Regions from separate parts of the Sus scrofa genome. Here all the other regions are linked to region 1. Evidence: chromatin contacts called from public Hi-C and promoter capture Hi-C data. All regions are on one chromosome and are shown on one strand. Each heading gives the region's core, a stretch centred on a gene start, on an enhancer-like site or on the middle of the called end of the contact. The rest is flanking DNA. Distances are from core to core; before and after follow the strand shown.

What was found. Promoter capture Hi-C pulls out the DNA fragments that hold promoters and counts their contacts. A called contact is a pair of places that touch in the nucleus more often than the background predicts.
Region 2: a Hi-C map of liver shows a contact between it and region 1, with 5 times the contacts expected there. The contact joins the promoter of SMARCA2 here to the promoter of PUM3 in region 1. A contact is called at or near these places in 7 of 47 Hi-C or Micro-C datasets (alveolar macrophages, embryonic fibroblasts, heart right ventricle and 3 more) and 1 of 2 datasets of contacts at active chromatin or transcription factors (alveolar macrophages).
Region 3: a contact with region 1 is called in a promoter capture Hi-C map of liver, with 6 times the contacts expected there. The contact joins the promoter of RFX3 here to the promoter of PUM3 in region 1. A contact is called at or near these places in 1 of 5 promoter capture datasets (liver), 3 of 47 Hi-C or Micro-C datasets (heart right ventricle, skeletal muscle and subcutaneous adipose tissue) and 1 of 2 datasets of contacts at active chromatin or transcription factors (alveolar macrophages).

Annotation. Positions count from the first base shown.
Region 1 is chr1:218,991,671-218,996,217 of Sscrofa11.1, reverse strand. It overlaps PUM3 (pumilio homolog 3), which reads right to left and starts at 2,079. Exons shown (of 18, transcript XM_001927669.7): 1 at 1,958-2,079.
Region 2 is chr1:219,813,174-219,817,720 of Sscrofa11.1, reverse strand. It overlaps SMARCA2 (probable global transcription activator SNF2L2), which reads left to right and starts at 2,283. Exons shown (of 33, transcript XM_021064340.1): 1 at 2,283-2,437.
Region 3 is chr1:218,338,083-218,342,629 of Sscrofa11.1, reverse strand. It overlaps RFX3 (transcription factor RFX3), which reads right to left and starts at 2,202. Exons shown (of 19, transcript XM_021064186.1): 1 at 1,941-2,202.

The sequences.
Region 1 (4,547 bases), core at 830-3,329:
ACGTCAAATCCAAGCCACGTCTATGACCTACACCACAGATCGCAGCAATGCTGGATCCCCAACCCACTGAGCAAGGCCAGGGATTGAACCTGCATCTTCATGGATACTAGTCAGATTTGTTTCTGCTGCACCACAACGGGAACTCCCTATGACACATTTTAATATATGTGCTGCTGAAGAGAGCACTCCTATGACACATTTTGATGGCCTTCTTATAACTTGACACGTTGGACTTGAAATGTATGGAATATCTACAGACTATGTGCTAGAAAGCTAAGGGATTTTTTTAAAACTATATACCCAAAATAAATAAATAAAAATGTAATACAGCAGAGGAGACAGGCAAGCAGAAAACTAAAACACAACATAGTTAAGCATTCTAACTGAAGTATATAAAAAGTGTTCAAAAAGCCACAGAGCTGAGAGAGCCCAATTCTGCCTTCTGAAGGAAAATAACAGGTTTCCCAGAGATAGAGGAACGTGTGATTGATCTTTACTCCTTTTGGCGGTCAGGTTCAGCATTGCACTTTGAAAGTACTGACCATTGAAAACCCAACTTCTAAATGCTGGCATTCCTCAAGTCTTCTCTCTATACACATCTCTCAAGGGGATTTCATCCAGTCCCATGGCTTTCTGTGCTGGACCCTTAAATTATTTCTCCCTTAGGAGTATCTTCTTGGACTCCAGACACGTATTGGAGTATCTTCTTGGACTCCAGACATGTATTCTAACTACCCACTTGAAACTTCCATTTATGTGTCTAATAAGCATCTTACACTTAACGTATACAAAATATAATTCTTTATATGTCTGCAGCACCTCAGTCACAGCTGTGGCTCAGATTCAACCCCTCGCCTGGGAACTTTCACATGCTGTGGGTGTAGCCAAAAAACAAAAAAAAAACAAACACTCCGCCTGGAAACAAAAATGTCCTCATCTATTTTTCCCCATTTCAGCATTGGCTCATCACCCACTCCAGTGGTCAAGTAAGAAGAGGAAACCCAAGATTTACCTGTGATAGTTTGTCTCCCTTGTCTGCTACATTCAATCCTTCACTAAGTCCTCTTAAATCCCCTTTAGTAACTTTAACTGACCCTCTAACCCTCCAACTTCAATCTCCACTACCACCACCCTGATCCAAACCATCGTCAATAATCTCTATATAATACATTCTATATGAAATACACTACATAATTATACAGACTATATAATAACTACACGCACTATATAATAATACAAATTACTACACATTATCTGAAGAGAACCGGGACCTGCTTCTCCCTTGCTTGTAAGTTTTCACTGTGTTGTACAAATGGGAATATTCTCCCATTGTAAAGAAAATCCATACTCCTAGCAAGCACTGACTCCCAAGCCCTACAGAACCTCCCACCCACCCATTTAACTTTGTCTTGTATCGCTGTACTTCTGGCTCACTACTCTGGCTTCGCTTCTACAGTTTCCACCTGAAGGACTTAGCCCAAGTTACTGTCTCTGCTGAAAGTGGTTTTCCCTGCGCTTCCAGATCCCAGGGTGGCCTCTTGTCATGCTCTGGATCTCGGCTTACTTCCCCCAAACACCCCCATCCTCCAGCTGAGCACTAAATTCGTTTCCCTCCCAACGCTTACAACTTGCAACCGTACATTCAGAGTGTAAACTGGGCACCCAGTCAAATATATGACAGAAAAGCTGAAAGCTACTAGCACACGCTGGGATTTTAGAGGCTGAAGGTAGTTCAAGTTAACCCAGCATTCTCAAGACAGCGAGATAGGGAGAGAAGTAAACCTGCTTTGGCAGTCAGGCTCCCATAAGACCTAAAACTCCCAGAGTAGAAAAAGCCATAGAAGATCAACCGGCGGATGACAGATGTGAACACCTCTATCCGAGAGACCCTCCCACTCCAGCGCCGGCGAGGGAACAAAGCCCTCCCGGGATCTGCAGCGGAGCGCGCTACACTCACCACACACGTGCGGGTCCGGGAAGCACGGGTCCTGGACCCACCGCGAGGACTTCCGCTTCCTAGCCCAGCCCCGCCCCTGTCTCCCTTTACCTTCTTCCGCAGCGGCGCTACGGTTAAGGGGAGGGAATTATCCAGAAAAACGGAAATTCGGCGTTGCTATTGGTCCGCTCTTACTTATATCTCATCGAGAGGCGCGAGGACTGAGCCACAAAGAGTTTTGGCCCTGGAAAGGACCCGTGGGGCGAAGACGGGATAACGGCTCCTGAAAGTGACGTCATTAACCCTGTCTTTCCCGGGAGGAGCTGGAGCTTTTCGCAAGGGCTCACCAATTGTGGCAGCGGAGAACTTGGCGCCACTAAACTGTAGGGGGAATTGAGGCTTAAACAGTTAAGAATTTTAGAATGGTTCATTCGCATCCTTTCTGGTATTCTAGAGGGGAGGATTAAAGGGATATGTCCGGAATCGGCTTGTATTGCGATCTCGGCTTTTTCTTCTGCTTGTTAGCTGCGTGGCTTACGACAAATGGCTGAATTTCTTTGAACCTTGGTTACTTGATCAAATAGCGATGGCTGTCATGTATGGAAAAAGCCTAGTACAGTGAATGATTGATAAATGTTTAACATTTTAAACGTCTGCCCTTCCGTCCAGAATGCAGTTATCCCACTATCCACTTAAGGAGATGAGACTGTAGTTAGGCTGCTACCTCATTTTGCAGGTGCAATGGGGTCAAACTTGGTCCGGTCAAACAACAGAATTTATTCTCTAATTGTTCTGGAGGCTAGAAGTTGGAAATCATGCTGTTAGAGAGTTTGTGCACCTTCTTCAGCCTCTAGGGAACAACTTTGTGCCTCTTTCCGCTTCTTGCGGTTCCAGACTTTCCTTGGCTTGGGCCGCTCCAGTCTCTGCCTCTGTCTTCACATGACTTTTTCTTCTATGTTTTCTCCTTTCCTATGTGTTTGTTTTTTTTTTTTTTTTCTTTTTTCTTTCTTTCTTTTTTTTTTTTTTTTTTTTGTCTTTATGTCTTTTCTAGGGCTGCACCCCCAGCATGTGGAGGTTCCCAGGCTAGGGGTCTAATCGGAGCTGTAGACACCCGGCCTACACCGGAGCCACAGCCACCCCCACGCCAGATCCGAGCCGCGTCTGCGACCTACACCACAGCCTACCGCAACGCCGGATCCTTAACCCACTGAGCGAGGCCAGGGATCAAACCCACAACCTCATGGTTCCTAGTCGGATTCGTTATCCACTGAGCCATCCTTTTCTATGTGTTGTAAAGGCACTTGTCTGTTTATTGAATTTAGGATCCCTCAGGATAATCAGGGATGATCACATTTAGATGTCTTTACTTAATTACATATGCAAAAATCTTTTCCCCAAATAAGGTCATTTTCATAGATTCTGCAGGAAGGGACACCAACATATCCTAAGCTCACTTAAGTCTCATAAGAAGTTAAGTAGGTCTTTCCCCCTCATGTTATGGAGAAAGGGAAGACATTCATTAATTTTGATCCAGATTCAAATTCAACCTGGCTGCCTCTGGACTACTTTCTGTAATTGATTATTTCTCCAGTAAAAGCTCAAGAGAAGAGACTGTAGAATGAGAATTGCAGGAGGTCCATCAGCAGTGCTTATTAGGCAAATAATATGGTATGTGCTAGGCAATTTTTTTTAATAATAATAAAATCTTCATAAATACACCTACCTGGAAGGGATGCATTTACATTTTCAACACCACAGGGAGTTCCCCTTGTGGCTCAGCGGGTTAAGAACCTGACTAATATCCATGAGGATGCAGTTTAGATCTCTGGCTTTGTTCAGTGATTAAGGATCTGGCATTGCTGTGAGCTGTGGTATAGGTCACAGACATGGCTCAGATCCTGAGTTGCTGTGGCTCTGATTCGACCCCTAGCCTGGGAGCTTCCATATGCCGTGGGTGTGGCCCTTAAAAAACAAAACAAAAACACCACAGAAAGCAGCACCCTATATCCTCTCACATACACCCAGGTACCTGTCTCAAATATATACATCAAATCTCTACTATTCGTCTACCTTCTTACCAGGGAGGAAAAAAATTTGTCACATACCAAAGTTCTGGACTATAAATAATAATTCTGTTGATCAAATATGCTGTCAAAAAGTTGACACAATGATTTGAGTGTTTTGTTTGGAGTGAGTTGGGAGTATCTTGTGGTTTTGCAGAACAAAAAAGTTTATAATTTTACAGTTAACTAAGTTAAGTCCATTAATACTTCAAATATCTAATGATCTAAATGTTGAGCATTATATGTATTCCTAGAAGCATAAAATGCTCTTCCTAAATGATAGTGCATTCAATTTAATCATAACATCTGGACTTGTACCAGTCCAAGAGGTTTATAGCAATGTAATTAAGAGCACTGACACTGGAATCAAATGAATCTGGCTTAAAATCCAAAGAATGTGTGATGGTGAGATGACAGTTAATTTGTATGGGCCTCAGTTTCTGCACATGTAAAATGGGAATACCACACTTAGCTTTGGGGGTTGCTGTGAAACTCAAAAGTGATAGTCTATTTAAACTTATCAGTTAATAGTAAATGTTGAATGATTG
Region 2 (4,547 bases), core at 1,034-3,533, 820 kb before region 1:
GATACCAATCCCTCCAAGTACTGCATCAAAATTTTATATGAACTGAAGAATGTACACATGTAACAAAGGGAGCGTTTTCTTCTTTACTTTCCTTCTGACAAAATGCCAAAAGAAATGGCCAGTCTCTTGCTCAGATGATTGTTCTCATTTTGAAATTTGGCATGGCAGGTGAAGGTGGATTCTTAATGGGATAAAGGGCACTTATTCACAAGGAAATAAAGATGAAGTCATCAATTTCTGAAAAATTGGCATGTGAGGCTGGCTTGCCAGGGAAACAGATAAGCCACACCCCCTTCCATCCTGCCCAAATGAAAAGCTTATATTACCTAATGTATTAAGCTCTGTCACCATTAGGTTAAAACCATTTTATAGATGATTGGGTTATCTGGCTATATTATTAGTTGCAATTTATTAGCAGTTGGCTGTTGTAGTTTTACTACATTGCAAATTTTGTTTAAGATGTCTTGCCTGGTTAAGAGTTATACTGGCATATCCTCAGGCAGAAAAACAAGTTCTTACAATAGATTCTTCAGGGAATACTATATTCTATTTCTCTTAGATGGGTTATCTTTTGTTGTCCTGAGGTTCACTTTGGGAGAGACAGAAAATTATGAAGCTCAAGTTAACAAGCAAGTAGCAAAGCCTTAGAAGACTACAGGGTTCATGATCCTTGACACTCCTTGCCACTTGAAAATGGTGCCCTTGCAGACTCCTTCTACAGCAATGGACCAGCAACAGAAACAATTCTTGACATTTAATGACCACACGTAGCACATTGCAGCTGGTGTTCTATCCACAGCTTCTTGTCCTCAACTTAGCCAGTACATAGTTTTAAGCATCCTAGAACTGTATTTCAGACCCATAGCTCAAATAGTCAATTTTGCAACACTAAAATGGTCTTAAAACAGGATTTTACTCTGGGGGGAAAACTCTCAACCAGATAGTCACAGTGTACTTTGAATGACTAATTTAAGCCATTACATTACAAAATAAGGGATAAATCATAACACTACCATATAGGAACAGTTTTAATTTAAGAGTCAAGCGCCTACATTAATCTGAGTCTAAAATAATAGGTCCTTGATTTAAAATCTCCTAACATTCTTTCACACTTCATAAAACTAAAAATAAAATCGTCTCAGCAAACACTGACCTGTTAGTCCAGCCAAAGTACTGTATTTCAAGGAAAACTGGAGCAAGAGGTCTCAAAACTACTAAGTGCCAGCAGTTTACTGTTTGTAGGCTTAACTGGTCTTAAACGTGGCCTGGAGGCCAAGAGACTATGGACTGGAGAGAAAAAGAGATTTATTCCCCTTCTTAAATCAAAAGCAGATTCCATGCTTCAACTGCCCCCTAACTCGCCCGCCCTGCCCCCACGAGGTTGTTTTCACCTATTTTTGTATATATTTTACGCGAAGATGACAGGTGAGGAAAGGTTAAAGTGCTGTGTCTGGTCCACAAAGTAAACAGAGGGGTTAGGGCGGTGTTATTTATTTACAAGGCATTCAGCCTCTCAGCTGTTTTTCCCTTTTTGGCGTTTGGAAGCTAGCAGTCCTTTAGAAAAAAAAGACAGTTTTGGCAGGAATGTTCTTTGTGCCCGCCTTCCTTTTTACGGGAGAGAAAGGGAACAGATTTATAATTACAGCCTTGTGGCGGGGGGGCAAGAGAAAAAGTTTCGTGCGGGACATCGATGCCTCTTTTTTTTTTTTTTTTAAATGGCCAATACCTTGCCACAAGCAGCTTTGGTGCCACTCGGAACCGCCCGCCCACCCCACCCTGTCGCCCCCTCCCCTTCCCTCTGCAGGCTCGCTCAGGCAGGCGGAGGCGCAGTTAAATTCCAGCACCTTCTTTACATACCCCCAAACTACTACGAGCTATTACTACGGCTGCCCTCCCTTTCGCTGCCTCCTCCCCTTCCCAGCGTCCCGGGAGGAGCCTCGCAGCGGCCCTGGGAGAAGACTGTCAGCATGGGATAACGGGCGCCCAACTCCGTCAAGGCTCTGGGCTTTCCGCATCCTGCGCAGTTTCTCTGCTCAGGCGCAAACACAGCTCAGAGCCGGCGCCTTGCAAACCCACACGGATCCACGCATACAGTAGAGCTGTCTCGATCCACATTCTTGCACACCGCCCCCTCCGCTCCCCCCCCACCCCCCGAGCTCAGGGAGTCGCTGAGCGGGGCGAGTGACAGACGCGTCCCGCCAACCCGCGTCCGGGCGGGCAGGGAGGAGCGGCGCGAGGGGCCAACAGCGGCGCGTCTTCCGGCGCCCAAGGAGGCGGCGAGGGTGGGACACGGGGCGGAGCCGGAGTTTAGGAAGAGGAGGGGATGGCTGTCATCAATGAAGTCATATTCATAATCTAGTCCTCTCTCCCTCGGTTTCTGTACTCTGGGTGACTCAGAGAGGAAAGAGATTCAGCCAGCACACTCCTCGCGAGCAAGGTAAATATAACTTACAACTCCTTTCTCCTCTTTCCCCTCCCTCTGGCCTCCCGGCTGCAGACGCCGCATAAACCCCTCAGGCACCGCGCCGCCTTCGCCGGGGATCGTTCATTATTATCCTAATTATTATTTATTGTGCATGCACGGAGACCAAAACAAACAGGCGGGCCAACCGCCACAACAACAACAAAAAAAGCCCGCCTCCTCCCCGCGGGCCTCAGGTGGAATGCTCTAACAACAGCTCCCGGGCAGCGGTGGAAGGAACGGGAAAGTTTCAACCGAACCTTACTGTTCTGATAATAACAGTAATAATTATTACTTAAAGGAGGCAAGGGGAGGAAAATCCCACCAAAACACAGCCTTGACCCTAGGTAGGCAGTCAGCGATGCACTGCCAACTCAAGGTTGTAGCACACACATACACTCGGCAAGGTTGCAATCCCTCCATTCCCTTAAAAGCTGGGGTGGTGAGGGAGGAGGCAGGAGGATCGGGGGAATAGGATGGAAACGCGACAGTTCTTCCAGAGCAGTCCTCCCCGGAAGAGTTGGAAGGAGAGCAGGAGAGGAGGGCGAGAAGCCCGGGCTGCCGGCGGGGATCCAACGAACGCGGCTGACACCCGCTTCCTGGGGACTTGTTTAAAGGGCTCCGGCTGCGGAGACGCGAGAGGATCGCGGCGGGAGAAGCCGGAGCTGGCGCGCCAAAGCGGCGGCAGTCAACGCCGCGGGGCCGGTGCGTGCGGGATCTGAGGTGTCACCTCCACTTTGCGCGTTCCCTCGGGCGGGGATGGGGACGCTGACCGGTAGGCAGGCCTTTAGGCAAAAGGGCTGCTGGGGGGCTGTGTCTGGGGCACTACGGACGTCCTGGTACCTGGCGGCCGCGCGGGCTCGGGTGTTGAAGTTCGGGTGTCCGGCCGGGGCCGCACTGCTGGGAGGGAAGAGGCCGGATAGAAGGAGGTCGGAGGTGCCCGCCGGGCTCAGTTATCCGCCCTCTCCCTTCCCGGGTTTGTTTTCTTTTGCTTTGCGCCTTCCCCTAGCTTGAGCCGCGGGAACCGAGGGCGTGGGTCGCGGGTGATCATCCGGGTGCTAGGGGCGCGCTGGGGCCGGGGAGAGCCACGGTGACTGCGGGCCGGGGAGGCCATGATCCGGATAATCCTCTCTGCCTGACTGTCACAAACAGGACCCGCGCGCACCCGGCAGCGGCGGTGGCATTCGCCTGAGAAGGGGAAGGGCTGAGGGGTGGGGGGTGGATAGGGTGGCTGGCGAGGGCGGGAGGCGGGGAGACCGGGTGGGAGCCTCCTCCCAATGATGACACGCTCCCCTTCCTTCTCCTTCCTTGCTTTCGAGTTTGATTTATTCCCATCCCAACCTGGTTTACCCCTTCCTCCGCTCTCCCCCTCCATCTGGCCGTCTTCCCTCCTTCTGTTTGCGTTGCAAAACACGGCCATGCCATCTGCAAAGGTGTCGCGATGCACTTCCCCAAATAACCAGTCCTGCGCGCCAGCCCCTACTCGCCCTCCGTCTGCGGGCGCACACCAAGCAGGGCGCCCCGGGTGCCCCGCAGCAGGCCTTGCAGCCTGGCGCAGTTGCACCGCGCGGGGCGGGGTGCAACAGTGCGGGCTTAAGAGGGACACCAGCGTCTGACTCCCGGCACTCGGGTCGGTTTCCGGTACACGCGGGGAAATAGCCTCCTGCCTATGTCTGCGCGCTCGCCCCCGCCCCTGCCGCCTGGATTGCATTATTATTTTTATCCGGGTTGCAGTTTGCAGCGGATCCTGGTGAGCGCGGGGCTGGCCGGACTGCTAGGGGGGTGGGGGTGGCGGGGTGGAGGGAAGTTGGACGTGGATCAAGCTGGAAAAAAAAGTTTGGCAGGGAGGCTAAGTAGGGAGGGAGGGTGGGAGGGAGCAGCGAGCTCCCACAGCTCGCGTCTCCGCTCGGGGTCGGCTCGAGTGTGTCTGCGCGTGAGTGTGAGTGTGTGTTGTGCGCGCCGGGGCTAGTGCGTTGGGAGCAGTGGCGCGGGCAGCCGCTCCTGCCCGCGCCCTGCCCGGGAGCGGAGGAGGACAAGGCGAGGTTTGGTGGCGGGGGATGGTGGGGGTGGCGTGTGCGTGTGGCTG
Region 3 (4,547 bases), core at 953-3,452, 650 kb after region 1:
GTATTAGAGATGTGCATGGAACCCAGGTTGGGGAAGGGGAAATAAATATAAAGGAACTGGAGTGCTCAGAGAAAGACTTCTTTCAGAAGGAAATATCATTCTCATTTAAAAGAACAATCAAAAGGAAATGAATTTTTAAGAGTAAAAGTTTTTTTTTAAAACCTCAACTCTTATTTTACAAAATATTAGACTTAATAGTACTACCATCTCAAGAATAATTAATACTGTCACATTATTCACAGGCTGCTCTGTCAGGTCAATCAATATGTGTTCGCTGTTAGAAAGAAGACTATCTAAATAAGTATTTAAAAATTCCAAATTGCAAACTTCAACATGAACAAATAGTACATTATATTTGTTTTAGCACACATTTATTATCAAAACTCTTTACTGATAATTAAACATTAGGCTGAAAAATGAACAAATTTACAGGATCCATAAAACTAGGTTACCTCTAACCAAGACCCTACTACTTGAGGACTGACAAGTATTCAAATCCACAGGAAAAAAAAAAAAAAAAAAACAATTTTGAAGGAAAGACCTAAAAAGGAAAAAGTTCTCTCTTTTCAGCAGGTTTAAGTCACTGTCCAAAAAAAAGACTATGTTAAGTACACACATGCCTAGATCTTAACAACCACAAAGAAAGTGAAATATACACACGTTTCAAGTTGGGAAGCTTCATACATTCTTTATGAACAACTTGACTTCAATTTCAACTCTCAAAGGAAAACGAACAGAGATGAAGAAAAAAAAAAAGAAAAAGGAAAAACTCTTTAAAGTACCGTAACTGTCACAAATAACAGTGTAAACTGAGTTCTCACAATGCTTCCTTATGTCCTCTCCCTGATGGTCACACACAAAGTCCCATAACCATAATGAAAATTGTTAACACTCCACTGTTGGGGAAGGAGGCTCATCAAAGTGAAATGGAACCTCACCAGTACCCCTCCCACCTCCACATGAAGGATAAAGCACTGTCAATAACTACTAACCCAAGTTATCACAGATGCCCTGCATCCGGTTTAAATCACACACACACACACGAGAGGGAGAGAGAGAGAGAAGAGAGAGAGGGAGAGAAGAGAGACTTTTTTAAAAAAAGATCTCTTTCCCAGTGCAGCAAAGAGCCCAGCAAAGAGGCCCCAGGTTTCAGTATGTGTGCAAGGGGTGTGGGGGGAGAAGAAAGAAGGGGAGGGAAGAGTGCAGAATGGATATTAAGACTGTTTTGCAGCACAAAGAAAACACAGTTTTAAAAGAAAAGAAAAGAAAAAAAACATGCAGCTGATGATGGTAAACGAGCAGCCCATCTAGCACAAGGCAAAGAGGGGCAAAAATGAAGGGAATAGGCGGTGGGAAAAGTTCACCGTTGTACGAGGATAAAAATAACAAAACCCATAACAAGGCCCCACAAGTGAACAACAACAACAGCAAAACACCACCTCTTGGGTACCCCCCTGCACACTCTTGTCTATTTCGCTTTTGAAAGAAGCAGGAACCACGCAGCTTCGAAAAAAAAGAAAATTAAAGAAAGAAAGAAAGAAAAAAATCCTTATCTCTTCACCTGACCCTCCTCCTCAGACCCGGACCTAGGGGAGAGCTACACGGTCCGCAGCGCAAAACTGTGGCTCCCTCTCCCGCTCGGCTCGCAGCCCCCCGAGCTCCCGCTCCATCCCTGAAGCGCTGCCGCGGAGGGCCGGGGCCGGCGGGCAGGCAGCGCGGCGCCCACACCCCCGACCCAGCCGCGCGCACGGTCCATTGTAAACAAGCCCAGGGGACTGAGCCCCTCAGCAGCGGCCCCGCAGCTGCAGCCCCGGTGTCAGGAGTGAGACCCCCGCACAGCCACACTCAGCTCGCACACACGGACACACACACGCACGGACACACAGGTTCACACGCATCCACACGCTCCCACACACATGTAGAGACCGAAGAATATTCACCTTGGCTGTGGATTATTGTGGTGTTGTTGGTGGGTGATGGAGATGGTGGTGGTGGGGAGGAGGAGGAGGAAGAGGAGGAGGAGGAGGAGAGGAGTAGTTGTTGTTGATGGGTAACAGTCGCCAGGACTACGGTGACTATGGCGCTTGATTCACAAGGCAACGGTTGCTATAACTCACAAAAGAGAGAGAGGGAGAGAGAGAGAGGGAGCGAGAGGGAGAGGGAGACACTCGCACAGGGAGGGGTGGGGGAGGGAAGAGAGGAGGAGGCGGGCCGGCTAGCCGCCGGAAGGGGCGGGCCCAGCACCGTGACTGACAACCTCCAAACCCGGGTTGTAGGGGCGCGACGGAGGAAGGACTCTGAAGAGATGCGCTAGGTTGGAGAGGGATTCAAGTCACCCAGGAGTCCCTTTGAAGCAACACTACTATGCTCCCCGGAAAGGCTGGAGAGGGAATTTAGGGGTGTGGTGCGAGAGATACTTTCTTCCGAACGAGAGCTGCCAGTCTCAGCATCCAGCTTTGTGCCAAGCCTCCCAGCTGAGAGAGAGTAACGGCTAACCCAGGAGAGGGGGTGTTGATGGCTATTCCAGACAACTTACGGGACAACACGCTACAACGAGAAAAAAAAAAATCCACTTTGAAGAGTGGGCCCGCCCGAGATAAACGTCACTTCCGGGGCGGGGCGGGCGGAGGGGTCCCGGATGTGCCGCCGCTCTTTCCCCCCCTTTTTTTCTTTTCTTTTTTTTTTCATTTTCTTTTTTTTTTTTTTTCCTCGTTTCTGAGGCGCCAGCGGTGTTCCCGGTCGCAGCCATCTGCTGGCTTCTAGCATTCCTGGTGCTTCAGGGGCGGCGGGCCCGCGCTGTATTGGAGGGCCCGCGCCGCCTTCGCTCTCCTGCTCTCAGCGTCCCACCCCGCTCCAGTCTCCTGAGGCCACGACTCGGAGGAGCGCGGGCGGCGTGAGCGAGCTGCCTCCGCCGCCATCTTAGAGCAAAGGAGCGCCGGGCGCGTGTGGGAGCGGGCCGGCTTCCCCGGGTCCAGCGCGCACGGAGAAGGTCCAAGCTCGTGGGCCTTACCTCCGGAGCGCGGAGGCAAGGTCCCGATTCCCCACCTACGTAGTGGGGAGTAAGCTCTACTCAGGATGAAGAAATCGCCCTGTCGGGGAACACGAAATCGCATGGCGCCCCCCCCCCACCTTGGGAAAGGCGCTAGGAGGTGGGGTAACTTAACACCTGCTCTGTGTAGCATCCAGTTGGTTCCTATATTCCCGTTATCTTCACCTTTCAAGTGTGAAGCAAGTGTTCTTGTTTAAAGTTGACCAAACCAGGATTTGAGCACAACCCCGTGTCCTGTTACTTCCCTGGTCCAGATCCCGGGATACCTTAACAATATGCTGTATCTGAAGGTCTTGTTGCTTCAGGGTGTATTGAACTAGCCCAGTGGCTTCCGTGGGTAATGGATGTTGTTAGCACACAAGTAGCCCTCTCGAACCCCGGTTGGTGTCGATAGCCTCCGTTGCCAAGGTTCAGACATCCTCGTCCAATTCTCTGCAGGTGCAAGTCTTGCAGGAACATGCCCCCAGGCCCTGCCAATACCACAAACCTCCAACACTTGCAGCTAAGCTACTTATCCAAGACAATAACATGAGAAGCAGGGCATTAGAAAGTCCTCTTGAGGCTTACTCTCTGCACTTGCAAGATAACGGTTTGGGGCCACAGAAATTCACAATGCTAAATAATAATAACCACCATTACAGAGGTCTAAGGCTGCCCCAGACATTGTGTTTAGTGTTTGACGTGCATTATCTCATTTAATCCTCACAACACCACTATTAGGTGCATAGTCTCGTTTTTGAGAAAATAGGCACAGACTCTTGAAAGTCAGTGGTTTTATTTTACAGCTCTGTGCCGTAGAGTATTCGTTAAGAGTATTTTAGGAATTAGCTATTTAAACCATTTAAGAAAGTAATGTTGTCTTTGGTAATCTCAGTGAGTTACAGAGGTTCTTTTAACAATGTATTACAAGGTAATAGTGACCAGTGCTGAACATAGTTCTAAAACAGAAAGGTTTCAAGACCCACCAATTTAGTCTGAGGGCGATGACAATGTGACCAACAGCAGTTAAATTCTTCATATTTAGAATAATACTTTCAATATACACATGGGAAATAAAGTATGCATTCCAGCTGTATGAAAACTGGTAGTCATTATGAATATTCATTTCATTACATTTACAGATCAAGTCCTCTATTCCTGTAATGGTGTGCGGGGCGGTTGCTCACACTACACAGCTCTGAATAGCTGTGCTTTTTTAGTTCTATTGTCTGTTATAGTTTGCCTATCCCTTCCCTCACTGTCAGCTGTTGCTTCTTACTGCTATTAGTGAACATAGTTCTATTATCCTCCCATCTTTTTAATTTAATGCTTTTAATCTACAGTCAAGAAAACCACATAATGAAGCTTGTGCAAAACTGTATCTCAAGAGTACTTTGAGGAACTCTCTTTTAGAAAAAGTGTGTGACCTTTGTGCCAGGACATTGTAACATCAGTTTTAAGCTACTTAAAGACATTTTTCCTGATTTGGCCTTTTCCTGAGTTAGGTATAGATAAGTAT